Regions from separate parts of the Xenopus laevis genome. Here region 1 is linked to region 2. A link is a contact called in public Hi-C data. All regions are on one chromosome and are shown on one strand. Each heading gives the region's core, a stretch centred on a gene start, on an enhancer-like site or on the middle of the called end of the contact. The rest is flanking DNA. Distances are from core to core; before and after follow the strand shown. Region 1 holds the start of LOC108698107 (properdin). Region 2 overlaps syn1.L (synapsin-1).

Evidence for each region. Hi-C and Micro-C count contacts between places; a contact is called where the count stands out from the background.
Region 1: a contact with region 2 is called in a Hi-C map of the XL177 cell line, with 2.4 times the contacts expected there. The contact joins the promoter of LOC108698107 here to the enhancer-like site in region 2. A contact is called at or near these places in 2 of 4 Hi-C or Micro-C datasets (the XL177 cell line and the XTC cell line).

The regions. Positions count from the first base shown.
Region 1 is chr8L:1,148,763-1,154,765 of Xenopus_laevis_v10.1, forward strand. It overlaps LOC108698107 (properdin), which reads right to left and starts at 1,404. Exons shown (of 8, transcript XM_018229358.2): 1 at 1,271-1,404; 2 at 979-1,129; 3 at 729-883; 4 at 307-477. The coding sequence starts at 1,337. It overlaps cfp.L (complement factor properdin L homeolog), which reads right to left. Exons shown (of 9, transcript NM_001093566.1): 5 at 5,795-5,992; 6 at 4,109-4,282; 7 at 3,843-4,031; 8 at 3,657-3,765; 9 at 3,028-3,562. The coding sequence ends at 3,424.
Region 2 is chr8L:1,103,947-1,110,109 of Xenopus_laevis_v10.1, forward strand. syn1.L (synapsin-1) reads right to left here. Exons shown (of 13, transcript XM_041572261.1): 7 at 5,294-5,436; 8 at 3,584-3,658; 9 at 3,362-3,464; 10 at 2,851-2,994; 11 at 2,689-2,764; 12 at 1,367-2,035; 13 at 1-658. The coding sequence ends at 1,398. Among protein-coding and RNA genes, the nearest start is that of timp-1.L, 11 kb to the right of the region's middle. Within about 2 kb of position 1,670, at least 1 of the 7 cell types and tissues checked has an H3K27ac peak or open chromatin away from gene starts, as enhancers often do.

The sequences.
Region 1 (6,003 bases), core at 154-2,653, 45 kb after region 2:
CAGGAGCAGGAGTTAGAGAGATTTAGAAGTGGGTAAATCATGGGGGAAAGAGATTCAGAGGAATGGATCTGACCATGGAAAGAGAGCAGCCCCAGAACAGGAAGTAGAGAGAGTTAGAGGTCAGTACCTGGGTAAGTACTAGAGCAGGGGCATCATTCAGATGTCTGAGATTCAAAGCATTTCCTACAGCACAAAGTTCCTACAGCCCCCCCCATAGGTCCAATACAAAGGATTTGTCTATGGCATTTTACCCCTCCCCCCTCTGGGGGCCTGTGCCCTGCCCCTCACACCCCTGAACCCACTTACTGGGGCAAACTTGCTGGGTGTCACAGTCATCTAAGTCTGCAGAACTCCCAGCACAGGATCCCCCGCAAAGGGGTGCAGGGTTATTGCACTGTCGCATTCTCTGTCGTCTTCCTCTTGCGCATGTTACGGAACACGGAGACCATAGAGACCATTCCCCCCAACGTCCACTCTCTAAAGAGAAGCAACAGCTGTTACAAAAGAGTCACCCCAAAACTGACTGCAAGGAGCCCACAATTCCCAGCCATCTTGGGGTATCATGGCTGCCATCTTGCTCTGTGTCATCACCTTGGCATATGGGGACTTCTGCTTGCCAACTTGGGGTACAATGTACCAGGTACCAAGGGGTTTATGGGGTAATTGTGGCTAAATGAGTTAAAGGGCAAATAAACACAGAAGATGAGGGCATGTGGGGTAATACTTACGGGGGCAGCAGTCCTGATAGGAGCAGGCCCTCATTTGGATCCTTTCTCCTTTGCACCCCTCCTGTCTGGTACAGAACCGGCTCCGACTCTCAACCCCTTCCAAGCAGGAGACGCTGCAGGGGCCCCACTCACTCCAGACACTCCATGTAGCGGCACTGAAAGGGAAGGAGAGACAAGGTGGGGTTGCCATACAGATTGCTGCCTCCTGCACAGGGAAACATACAGAACTCCCAGAATGCCCCTCTCTCACCGGCAGGACTCGCAGGGGGCCCCGGGGTCCCGCTTGAAGCTGTACTTGATATTCAGGCAGCAGTCGCCCTCGCTCACCCCTTCCCCGAGGTACTGAGTGCAGCCCCCTGACCTCTCGTCAAAGTCACTGTAACACACGACTCCCTCAGACACTGGAGGAAATAAAGCAACAGAATAATAACCTGGCTCTGCCCATCCTCTTCCTCGTGGCCCAGAGCACTACAAATGCCACACTCATGCCATACATTAGTTTCACTCAATGTCTTTGCCCCCAATTCCTTATAAAATCTCACCTGAGAGCAGCAGGGACACGTACCCCCCCACAGCCAACAGCCAGAGCAGTGAGAACGGAGCTGCCATAGTGCAACAGTTCCTTCTCCCCTGAGTGACGCCAATGTTTGTGACTCTCACTTCCCTCTGCTTCTGCTGAAATACCCCCCCCCTGCTTCTTCTGAAATACACCCCCCCTGCAACCCCCATGCACAATGTGCAAGGTTAGCAGTTTGTGGGAGGAGCAGGTGATTTTGGGGGGAAGCTGAGCCAGCACAATGGAGGAAGTTGCAACAGTGATAAACACAATGGTGCAACCCAGGAGAAGAGAGAGACACACAGATTTATATATATATATATATATAGTGTTTTTATACAGGTCATGGAACTCCGAGGTAACTTATAATATCCTCATATTTTACAACTGGGGGTACTTTATTAATTATAATACACAAATTTTAGTGAGTCGTGTGACAGAAATTACATCACTACTCACCGTTTATAACTGATGACATCACTACTCACCGTTTATAAGGATATAATTTACAAGATATTCATGGCTTTTGTGTATTATAAACATATAATATGCTGTATAGCTGTACTTACCATTGTTAATGGCCCCTATGGCTTCCTTCTCTACCAGTGCCTCATTTCCGCTGGGTTAAACCCTGTGTAACTAATTAGTTCTTATTTACATCCCCAGTTCATTGGCTCAGGTTGATGCCCATATCTTGCACCAGTGTAACATAGAACTTTGCAGGGGGAGCTCCTCCAGTTGATCTGGGTGGAGGTTCCATTGAGACATAGAGTCAACAAGGGCCCAGAAGTATTAGTCCCTAAAGGAACAACTCCTTTAGAGAAGTCGGTGTACAAGTACCCCATGAGTGAGATGAAGCTAGTGTGCAGGACAGTCACTGTTATAGCACAATCTAGAGAGAGGGAGTCAGTGAGTATTAGTTAGTAAGAGCAGCTTTCAGCTCCACCAGGCTCTGCTGCATGTAGTGAAGGGACCACAGTACTGACAGGGGAATCAGGTTATTGTTCTGTCCCTGTTCCACATCTGTTGTAAGGTCCGGCCTTCATGAGGTACTGACACCCTGGAAGGTGTAACTTCAACTCCCCGTGCTATTCCTTCAGCTGTGCCATTTATGTTGTGTCTCCTACATCTTTCATTGTACCTGTCATTATTCAACTATTTTGTGTATTGTGAGTATTCCCAACCCTGTGGCAAAGAACTCCTGGGGTCCACTTTCTATTAGCTTATACTGTTGACAGTACTGAGGTGTAGTTCAACAATACCCTCACATGATCTTTCCATCTAGAGAAAGCCCATCATGTGTATAAGGAGTCCAGTGTAGCCCATGTTCCACCCTCTAGTTGGTATTTGCCTTTTTAAGCCAAATTGAAGTTACACCTGTAAATAAAACTCTTTAAGTATTTCAGGGCCCAACAGAAAAGGGGGTGCAAATCAGTATGGAAGTTTTTGGGGGGCATATGTAACAGAATGATAATACATTTAGGTTTCATTTCCATAGAACCCCCACTCTCACAGGGTTTCCTTCTCCTTTAATGTTCACACATACTTTGGGGAAGGGTAAATATCCCCATTCAACTAACTTGGGGACAAACTAGGGCCCCAAAACATGTATCCATGGGGGGAGTTGTAGTGATGAAATGGCTGGGGCATTATAGCTTGATACGGTGCATTAAAGAGAGAATCTCATTGGCTAATCCCAGCAATGGCCTCCCCCAGTACAAACTCTACTACTGATATCAAGTATAAAATGCAAATGAGATGTTTATTACAGTAAGTGATTTCTCATATAGTTGTGACCAAATCAGTGACCCCTTCCCCAGTAACATAGAGCAATTGAGGGGTGCTGAACAGTTGCTCCCCCCACCCCAGGCAATAGGTAGCTTCATGGTGATGAGATGGAACAAAGATGTGAGGTCACACTCTCCCCACCCACATTATGATGTCACATAAACCTATGAAGTCATGGCATTCTCTTTCCTACTGCTCTGCACTCATAAGCACCAATCAGCAGCTGGGGGGATTTATTAACAGTGCCAGGGTGGGGGGCAAAAAGAGTTCAATATCCCAGAGTCCATTGTCCCCCACCATATTTCTCCTCTTGCTGGGTGAGGGCAGGGTGCAAGGGTGGTCCCGGGCCAGTTAGCACTCAATCACATTCTTACACTCCTCCTTCTCCTCCACCTTCTTGGTCTGCTTGTTGATGGGGTCACATCGCACTCGGGGGGTCCCAGAGAAAAACACGTCCACTAACTTGCCCGTCTGAGTGAGGGTGGTCTCCCTAGGGAGAGAGTAGAGACAGTGGTGTGGCAGCCAAGAGGCGGCAGTTGGAGCTCACTAATACTCACACTCATGGCTAGTGGGGCGGTACTTACGGGTAGTCGGGGTACACCGGCTGGCACACCCTTTCTCTTGTTCTCTCTGATTTGCCACAAGGAGGGGAGCACAGGCCCCACTCGCCCCACTCTGACCACTTTTCATCCACTGTGGCACAAACAAACGTGCAAATTAGTGAAATGTGCAAATTAGTGAAGGGTGTGATTAAAGGAGAAATGACTCACAGGAACACCCGTCCACGTTGTAACAATTGCGGCTCTCCCTGTGGTGGGACTCGCACCATTTCCCCCCGTATTTCTCTCCTTCGCACTCCCGTTTCCTGTTCTGGGTCCCCACTTTGGTGGAGCACGCTATATTCTCCTGCAGACGGGCACACGGGCTCCAAGGCTGCCACTGGCTCCACTTCCCATCGACTGGAAGGAGGGAGAAGTCAAGGCAGGCAATGAGGAGGGCACCCACTGCCACCCAAAACACGCTGGCACCCACTTACCTGGACAGCCCACCTTTGTATTGCACATAAATTGCCGGGTGTTGGATCCCTCACAATGTCTCCCACCATATTTGGGGGCCGGGGAATCACAGAGCCGCTTTTCTCTGATCCGTCCAATGCCGCACGTGACCGAACATTCAGAGTCTGGCTGCCAGGCCCCCCAACCTCCAGCAACTGCAGAGAAACAAGAAAAGATCAGAACTTGGGGGGGGTATTTTATTATTGGGGTGTCCCATCAGCAGCCCACTGCATGTAAATTTACCCTGCAAAATAAGAGGCTGCTGGATCCTGGCTGGAGACCCATGAATTTAACCCCTACAGATTAAAATGAAATGGTCTGTACAATTATGAGTGATGTCACAATCATAACCGTGCAATTGTGGCCTCCCAACTGACCATTATTAAACTTGAATTGATTTTACAGGCAAGATGCCAGGTAATCCCCGTACATTCAAAGCACTTCATAACTCTGCCCAACCCTACGTCTCTGAACCCATCTCTATATACCCAACCACATACTATGCTCCTCTACTGACCTGCTACTCAACTCTTCTCTCATTACCTCATCACATGCTCACATTCAAGACTTTGCAAGGGCTGCACCCCTCCTCTGGAACTGTCTCCCACAGTCTGTCCGACTTTCTCCCAACCTTTCTGCTTTCAAGAAATCTCTGAAAACGCACTTCTTTCGAGAAGTCTCCCCTCACTCTGCTTAACTACCAAACACAACACCACATACAGTACCACATTTCTCACCCACTTAATCTGATCTTGCCCACTCCCACACCTTGTGTATTACTCCCTTCCCTTTAGACTGTAAGCTCTTTCTGCATAGGGCCTTCCTCACCTTTTGTATTGATCGTGATCATATGTATATAATTCATGTGATTTAGTTGTATAATCACATTTACTTTACAGTGCTACGCAAAATGTTGGCACTATATAAATACATGTTAATAATAATAATCTACACTCGACACAAATTCCTGTCTGGCCATGGGAAAGAGAACAGCCCAGGAGCCTGAAGTTCAGACTTCTCTGGGTATCTGCTTGGGGTCTCATTGGATTCACTTATCCAGGAGAAGGGCCTTCCATATACAACCCCCAGCATCCATATACAGCTCCCAGCATCCATATACAGCTCCCAGCATCCATATACAGCTCCCAGCATCCATATACAGCTCCCAGCATCCATATACAACCCCCAACATCCATATATACAATTAGGGCATCCATATACAGCCCCCGGCATCCATATACAACCCGCAGCATCCATATACAACCCCATGCATCCATATACAGCTCCCAGCATCCATATACAGCTCCCAGCACCCATATACAACCCCCAACATCCATATACAATTAGGGCATCCATATACAACCCCCAACATCCATATACAATTAGGGCATCCATATACAACCCCTGGCATCCATATACAGCATTAAAATATTGGTGAGCCCGAACAGACATTGAGCCCCTTGGACTTTCATGGTGACCCTCTACACCTGGCTCTCCTGGTTGTAGTCACGGATCACCCCCAGAGGGGCAAATAACAGTGGCAGAAATGGATGGACAGGGCTTTTTTGGGCTGATCCGTGTGATGGAGGAATAGATAAATAAGAAGGTGTATCAGGGATGATGTCACAATTGGGGTGTTTCCCAGAGCAGACAGGTGAGCTCCCCACCTGGGCAGAAGGGCAGAGAGGTGCAGTCTTGGACTTGTCGGGATTCCTGGCCACACGGCCTTCCTGGTGGCACGAGGGAGGGTGACGGGTTGTTGCACTGGCGCTGGCGAGTTTGAACAGGGAAAATTCCGGAACCTTCCGTTGTGCAGGATTCAGAGCATTGACCCCACAGACCCCAATTGCCCCAGGCCCCGTGTGCTGCAAGAAAA
Region 2 (6,163 bases), core at 420-2,919:
CACAAAGGCACACACTGAACTAGTCCACTAATAACACTGAGCTACAATCACACAACTGGAGCACAAGAGTAACAATTAGGATCTCTATTCATGCGCCACTGACCTGGGGAATGTACAAGCATCAGTCCGGCTCAATAAGGAGGTTCATCTGGACCTGTATCCTCCATATATCCATATATATATATACTGTATATATCTCCTATATCCATATATATACTGTATATATCTCCTATATCCATATATATACTGTATATATCTCCTATATCCATATATATACTGTATATATCTCCTATCCCTTGTGCCTGTGTCCCTGCTCTAAGCTACATCATAGAATATATTAGAAATATGTATAATTCCTCTTTATATAGATATATCTCTCTCTCTTGTATTGTGTACATCTCCTGGCACCCTTCCCTCCATATTATCTACCTGGCACTGTCAGGAGCACAAGAAGCCGTGCATATATGTCAGGGGGAAACAGTTTATACACAAAGCCACGGGGCTTAATGATGGGGATGAGGTGGGCATAGGGTACGAGTGAGGCTCCGGTGAGACCCCCTTTAGTCGGCGAAGAGACTGGCAAAGGATTTCCTCAGGTTGCGTATCGTTTCGGCTTTTGCTTCATCGTGGCTAAGGTTGGAGCGAGGAGCCGGTGTGTCTGCAAGGGTGAAGGAGTTGGTGAGGGACTGGGACTTACTGGAGGAGGGTAATGAATTGGGGAGTGGGGGGTAAGACATAAGATGGAATTGGGGTTGTAAGTGGGTAAAAAGGCAACAGCCGTGGAATGTTTGGGCAGGAGGAGCAGAGATGGAGCAGAGAGACGGGCAGGGAAGGTTTCAGAGAGAGAAAGAGACAGGCAGGAGAAGGTTGTGTGTGTGTGTGCGGGTGCAAGGGGGGGGGGAGACGCAGCAGATGGAGCAGGACATGCACAATCCAACCACATGGCAGCAGAATTGTGGAAGATGCCAACAAGACGGGGGTGAGGGGGTAAACCGGTTTAATTGAAGAAGAGATGATAAAGGAGGAACATAGAAGGGAGAGGGAAGAGAAATAATGAAGAGTTAAAGTCATGCATCATCAGGCAGGATCATTATTATTATTATTGTTGTTGCACGTTTCATTCACAGTAAAGATTATTGTCAGACTCGCAGCTGGAATTAAATTGTCACCCTCGTAACCAAGACAATGGTGGGGGGAGTGTGCATGGGTCAGCCCGGAGCAGCCAATAATAATTCTACATGTTAATAACCACCAGGGACCCCCATGGTCTTGGCAGATGGAGAGACAAAGTAAATGCAGCCAATGTACCTGCTGTAGGCGGCATGCAACAAACGGGGATGCAGAATGTAGTATAGGAAGCGGAAACCTGTGTGGCCCACCCAGAACCGCGAGGGCTCTTACTTCAGCTGCGGCTGGGGTGGGGGCAGCTCGGCGCCCGGCTTCTGAGACACTTGAGGCTTTTGTGGCCCTCCAGGACGGGAGGAAGATTGGCCGGGGCCCTGGGGATTAGGCCGGGGCTGCTGAGTCATTGGTCGGGGTGGCGGCTGTTGCGGCGCTCCAGGAACAGACTGGCGCTGCTGAAGTGGCGGCTGCTGCATTGGCTGGCGGGTGCCCTGTTGTGGGGGCTGCTGCTGCTGTTGGCTGAGTGGAGGGGCCGGCTTCTGCTGGGGCCCTGCAGGGATTGGCTGTCTTGGAGGAGCCGGCTGCCGTGGCTGCCCAGGTTGAACTCCCATTGGCTTGGGGCCAGTTGGCATAGGTGGGCCTTGCTGTTGCCTTTGAGGTGACTGGGGGCCTTGTGGACTTGACTGCCTCTGAGGGGACTGGGACTGGCGGGGTGAAGGCTGCTGCTGGGGTCGGACCTGCTGGGGCTGCTGTTGAGGGGGGATTTGGCGTTGCTGGGCTCCTGGACTGGGTAGATTTGGTGGATGTGCAGAAGGCTGAGGACTTAGACCCTGGACCTGTTGACCCTGTGGTGGGGGTCGTTGCTGGGGGGGTGGCCCCTGGCGCAATGGACCTTGGGTTGCTTGAGGACCCCCTATAAGAAAAGAGGCACAGAAAGAAAGAAAGGTCTTGGATAAATACTTGTACTTACTGTATAAAACTCATGGGAAAGAGAGCAGCCCAAGAGCAGGAATTACAGAGAATAAGACCTCTGTACCTGGGCAAGTACTGGGGGGAAGGTTCCTGTCTGACCGTGGGAAAGAGAGCAGCCCAAGAGCAGGAAGCATAGATTATCAGAGCTCTGTGCCTGGGCAAGTACTGGGGGAAGGTTCCTGTCTGACCGTGGGAAAGAGAGCAGCCCAAGAGCAGGACGCATAGATTATCAGAGCTCTGTACCTGGGCAAGTACTGGGGGAAGGTTCCTGTCTGATCGTGGGAAAGAGAGCAGCCCAAGAGCAGGAATTACAGAGAATAAGACCTCTGTACCTGGGTAAGTACTGGGGGAAGGTTCCTGTCTGACCATGGGAAAGAGAGCAGCCCAAGAGCAGGAAGCACAGAGAATAAAAGCTCTGTACCTGAGAACAGAGGTTCCTAGTGGGCTTTGTTATGTTCCATACAGAACAGGGTTCAGTTTCAGCTGGACTGATTGTTGTAAACTTGTACTCTATATAATTGTTATATTTTATGGCCAAAGGACACCTGGGTCCCTTCTGTATGTAATACCCACAATGCCTGTAGCAGGCCTCACCTTGAGGAGGGAGTCTCTGAGGCTGTTGCTGCTGCTGCTGAATGGGAGTTGCGGATCTGGAGTGAACAACCTGCGCCTGAAATGATGCAGAGAGAAAGGGGAATTTTAGGGAAGGCTCAGCAGTTGGATGTGAGAGAGGAGAGAAGCCTTTGCGCCCGTTACCTGAGGCTGGGTGCCGTGTGTAGGGCGACTCAGGGATGGGCTGCACTGCACATTCTGGGACATTCTGGACACAACCAAGTCTGCTATCAGCTGCTTGTCCTCCTCCTGCTGGTCTCCAATCAGAGGCATAGAGGAGCCAACCACCTAATGGGCCACACAATATTATGGTCAGCAACAGGAGACGGGGCCCTCACATAGCAGGTGCTGGGGTCAGTATGGGGGTGCATAAGCAGAAAGGGGTGATCACTTCATTTGGAAGAGAGAAGCTTCTTCTAATGGAGGAAGAGGAGGGCCACACACATCTGTCAGAAGGATGGGACAGAGAAGGAGCAGATAACCAGATGACAAAGAAAGGAAAAGTTGGGGTGCGTATGTCACCAGAAGGGTTGGGACTGAAAAAGGAAGAGATGGGTGGGGTGCACAGGAACAGAAGGGGCACAATGGAGGAAATAAGGAGAAAAAGGGTCCAAGTCCTCTGGTTTAATATTTAGGCCTCCCAGCCTGCCCCCACCTCAATGATATGGTCCCGTCCATCCTTCCCATGAAGTGCTTCTACAGCGCAGATGTCCAGGCCCCCAAAAATGTCAGCACAAGCGTCAACCCACAGCTTGTACCTGATAGAGAAAGATGTTAGGGTGCATTATAGTCATCCAACTGCCCCAAAACAACAGTCAGTCTCCATCTTGGACATCCCATAATAGTGCAAAGACATGAAAGCAAGCTGCAGTCTCACCTGTCTGACACAGCAATCTGCTCCAGCATTGCCGACCCAGTGTTGGTCTTCCAGTTCCCAGAAATGGAGGTTCTCCTGTGTGTGACGGGGAGAATAATGGTGCTTACTGGTGCAATGGCTTTTTGGCCTATTTTAGACCAAAAGGGTCAATGTCCGGCCATAGGAATAGAGTATGTGTTACATTGGATTCCAACACCTGAATAGATACACCCTCAGGATCTCAGCACCCTCACCTGGATCCTCACACATTGGATCAGTCACTAGCCCTAATTCCCTATTAGTCTGTGTCCCTATATACTATACTACAGTCTTGCCTGAGGGGAGAGCTACCTCCTTGTATCCCTCCTAGCTGCTACTTAACCTGCCTGTCTTACACTCCTACAGACTCCTATTGCAGGTAGTAACCTACCTCTAGCTGGCCTCAATCACATGGTCCCTGCTCCCCAACTTATCTCTTAGTTACTGGTCCCTCTAGGGCACATGGCTTTACTAGGCCTTGTAATACCCAGGTTTCCAGGAAGCAACCAGAAGCCAAAGAGGAAGCTCCACCCCTTGTCACTCACTATAAGTGTGACAGGAAGTGGTCACAACACCTCTTGGCCAATAGCACAACTATACAAATTACAACTAGCCATAGGGCACATTAACCCTATGGGTCCCTACACTGATATCCCCACCCCACATAGAGGGCTTCTTCAGCTTTGCATTAACTTATAGTATGATGTAGAGAGTCGTATGTTCAGACAATTTGCAGTTGGTCTTCTTGTTTATTTTTGTTGTTTTTTTATTTATTTTGCTTTTTTTCAGCAGCTATCTGGTTGCTAGGGTCAAAAATATCCTAGCAACCAGAAAGTGGTTTGAAAGAGAGAATGGGATATGAAAAGGAGAGAGGCTGAAAAGAAAGATGAGTAACAAACAGTAACATAAAACATGCAGACTCATGAGGTAATATATTTTTTGTCTGCCGGGTCAGTGACCCCCGTTTCAACACTGAAAAGCAACAGATGAACAAGGCAAAAGATTTTACAATAGAGAAGATAAAGAATGAAGAGTAATGACAAGTTAAGAGTGTCCTGTCCATGTGCCAGTGTTATACACAGGAGGGAGCAGTAACATTCTGCACTACTTCTGAGCTGGAGTCACAACCCCTCGGCTATGAAACCTTCTCACAGTCAGTCAGTGCAACAGATCTCACAGCTAAGGCCGTAGCTTGGCTGGGGTAAAACTTACCTTAGACGTAAGGGGCACAAATGAGCTGCTGATTATCCCGTATGGGAGTTGTTACAATATCATAACTAGAACTAAACTGGGTGGGAGCTGCCACAGGGCATCCTTACAGCAGGGTTGTTACGGGCTGTATCACTTCCATCAACTTCTGACCCTCGTTCGTATATTTTAAAGGAACCTACTTGGAATCAAACTGTTCTACATGGCTGAGGGGAGGAGCTTATTTGGGCTTGATGAAAACAGCATGGTAATTAGGGGAGTAGTGAGTTGAGGTTCCCCCATAGCCAGGGAGGGGGTGACTTTACCCCTGTGTGAGTCCCTACAGTTCAGCAGGGCTCCTTATTATTATGAGAGCTGCTTGTTCTGTCAGCAGGATGGTCCCACCCAGGGAAAGTTGCTGAGACAGTGATTATTTTCCTAGGCTCTAACTACAGGAAGGTTTGCGTGTCCCCGGCATACACAATGAATGCTGCGCTTGCTCACATGTAGGCCTTGTAGTTGCTCCCAATCTTCTGGATGCGCACGTCGTACTTGGCGTCTATGAACGGCTCCGATGTGGCGTAAGTCTTGGTCAGCGCCACCACACTCGCTATGTCCTGGAAATCATACTGATTGTCCACCTTCACCTGCGAGGAGAACCCCAAAACATCAGCCTGGCAAATTAGGGGAGACCACCCACACACTGAATGGAGTAATGGGTTAGAATTTAGCTTCAAGGTAACACAGGCAGGGCATGATAATCCATCTGCACCGTGTAACCACTATTTACTATAAGGAGGCTCTGAATAGGGGGCAAGAGCACTATTTACTATAAGCAGGCTCTGATTAGGGGGCAAGAGCACTATTTACTATAAGGAGACTCTGAATAGGGGACAAGAGCACTATTTACTATAAGCAGGCTCTGAATAGGGGGACAAGAGCACTATTTACTATAAGGAGACTCTGAATAGGGGACAAGAGCACTATTTACTATAATGAGACTCTGAATAGGGGACAAGAGCACTATTTACTATAAGGAGACTCTGAATAGGGGACAAGAGCACTATTTACTATAAGGAGACTCTGAATAGGGGGACAAGAGCACTATTTACTAAAAGGAGGCTCTGAATAGGGGGCAAGAGCACTATTTACTATAAGGAGACTCTGAATAGGGGACAAGAGCACTATTAACTATAAGGAGACTCTGAATAGGGGGCAAGAGCACTATTTACTATAAGGAGGCTCTGAATAGGGGACAAGAGCACTATTTACTATATAGGAGGCTCTGAATAGGGGGGGGACTATCTGAATAGGGGACAAGAGCACTATTTACTATAAGGAGACTCTGAATAGGGGGACAAGAGCACTATTTAC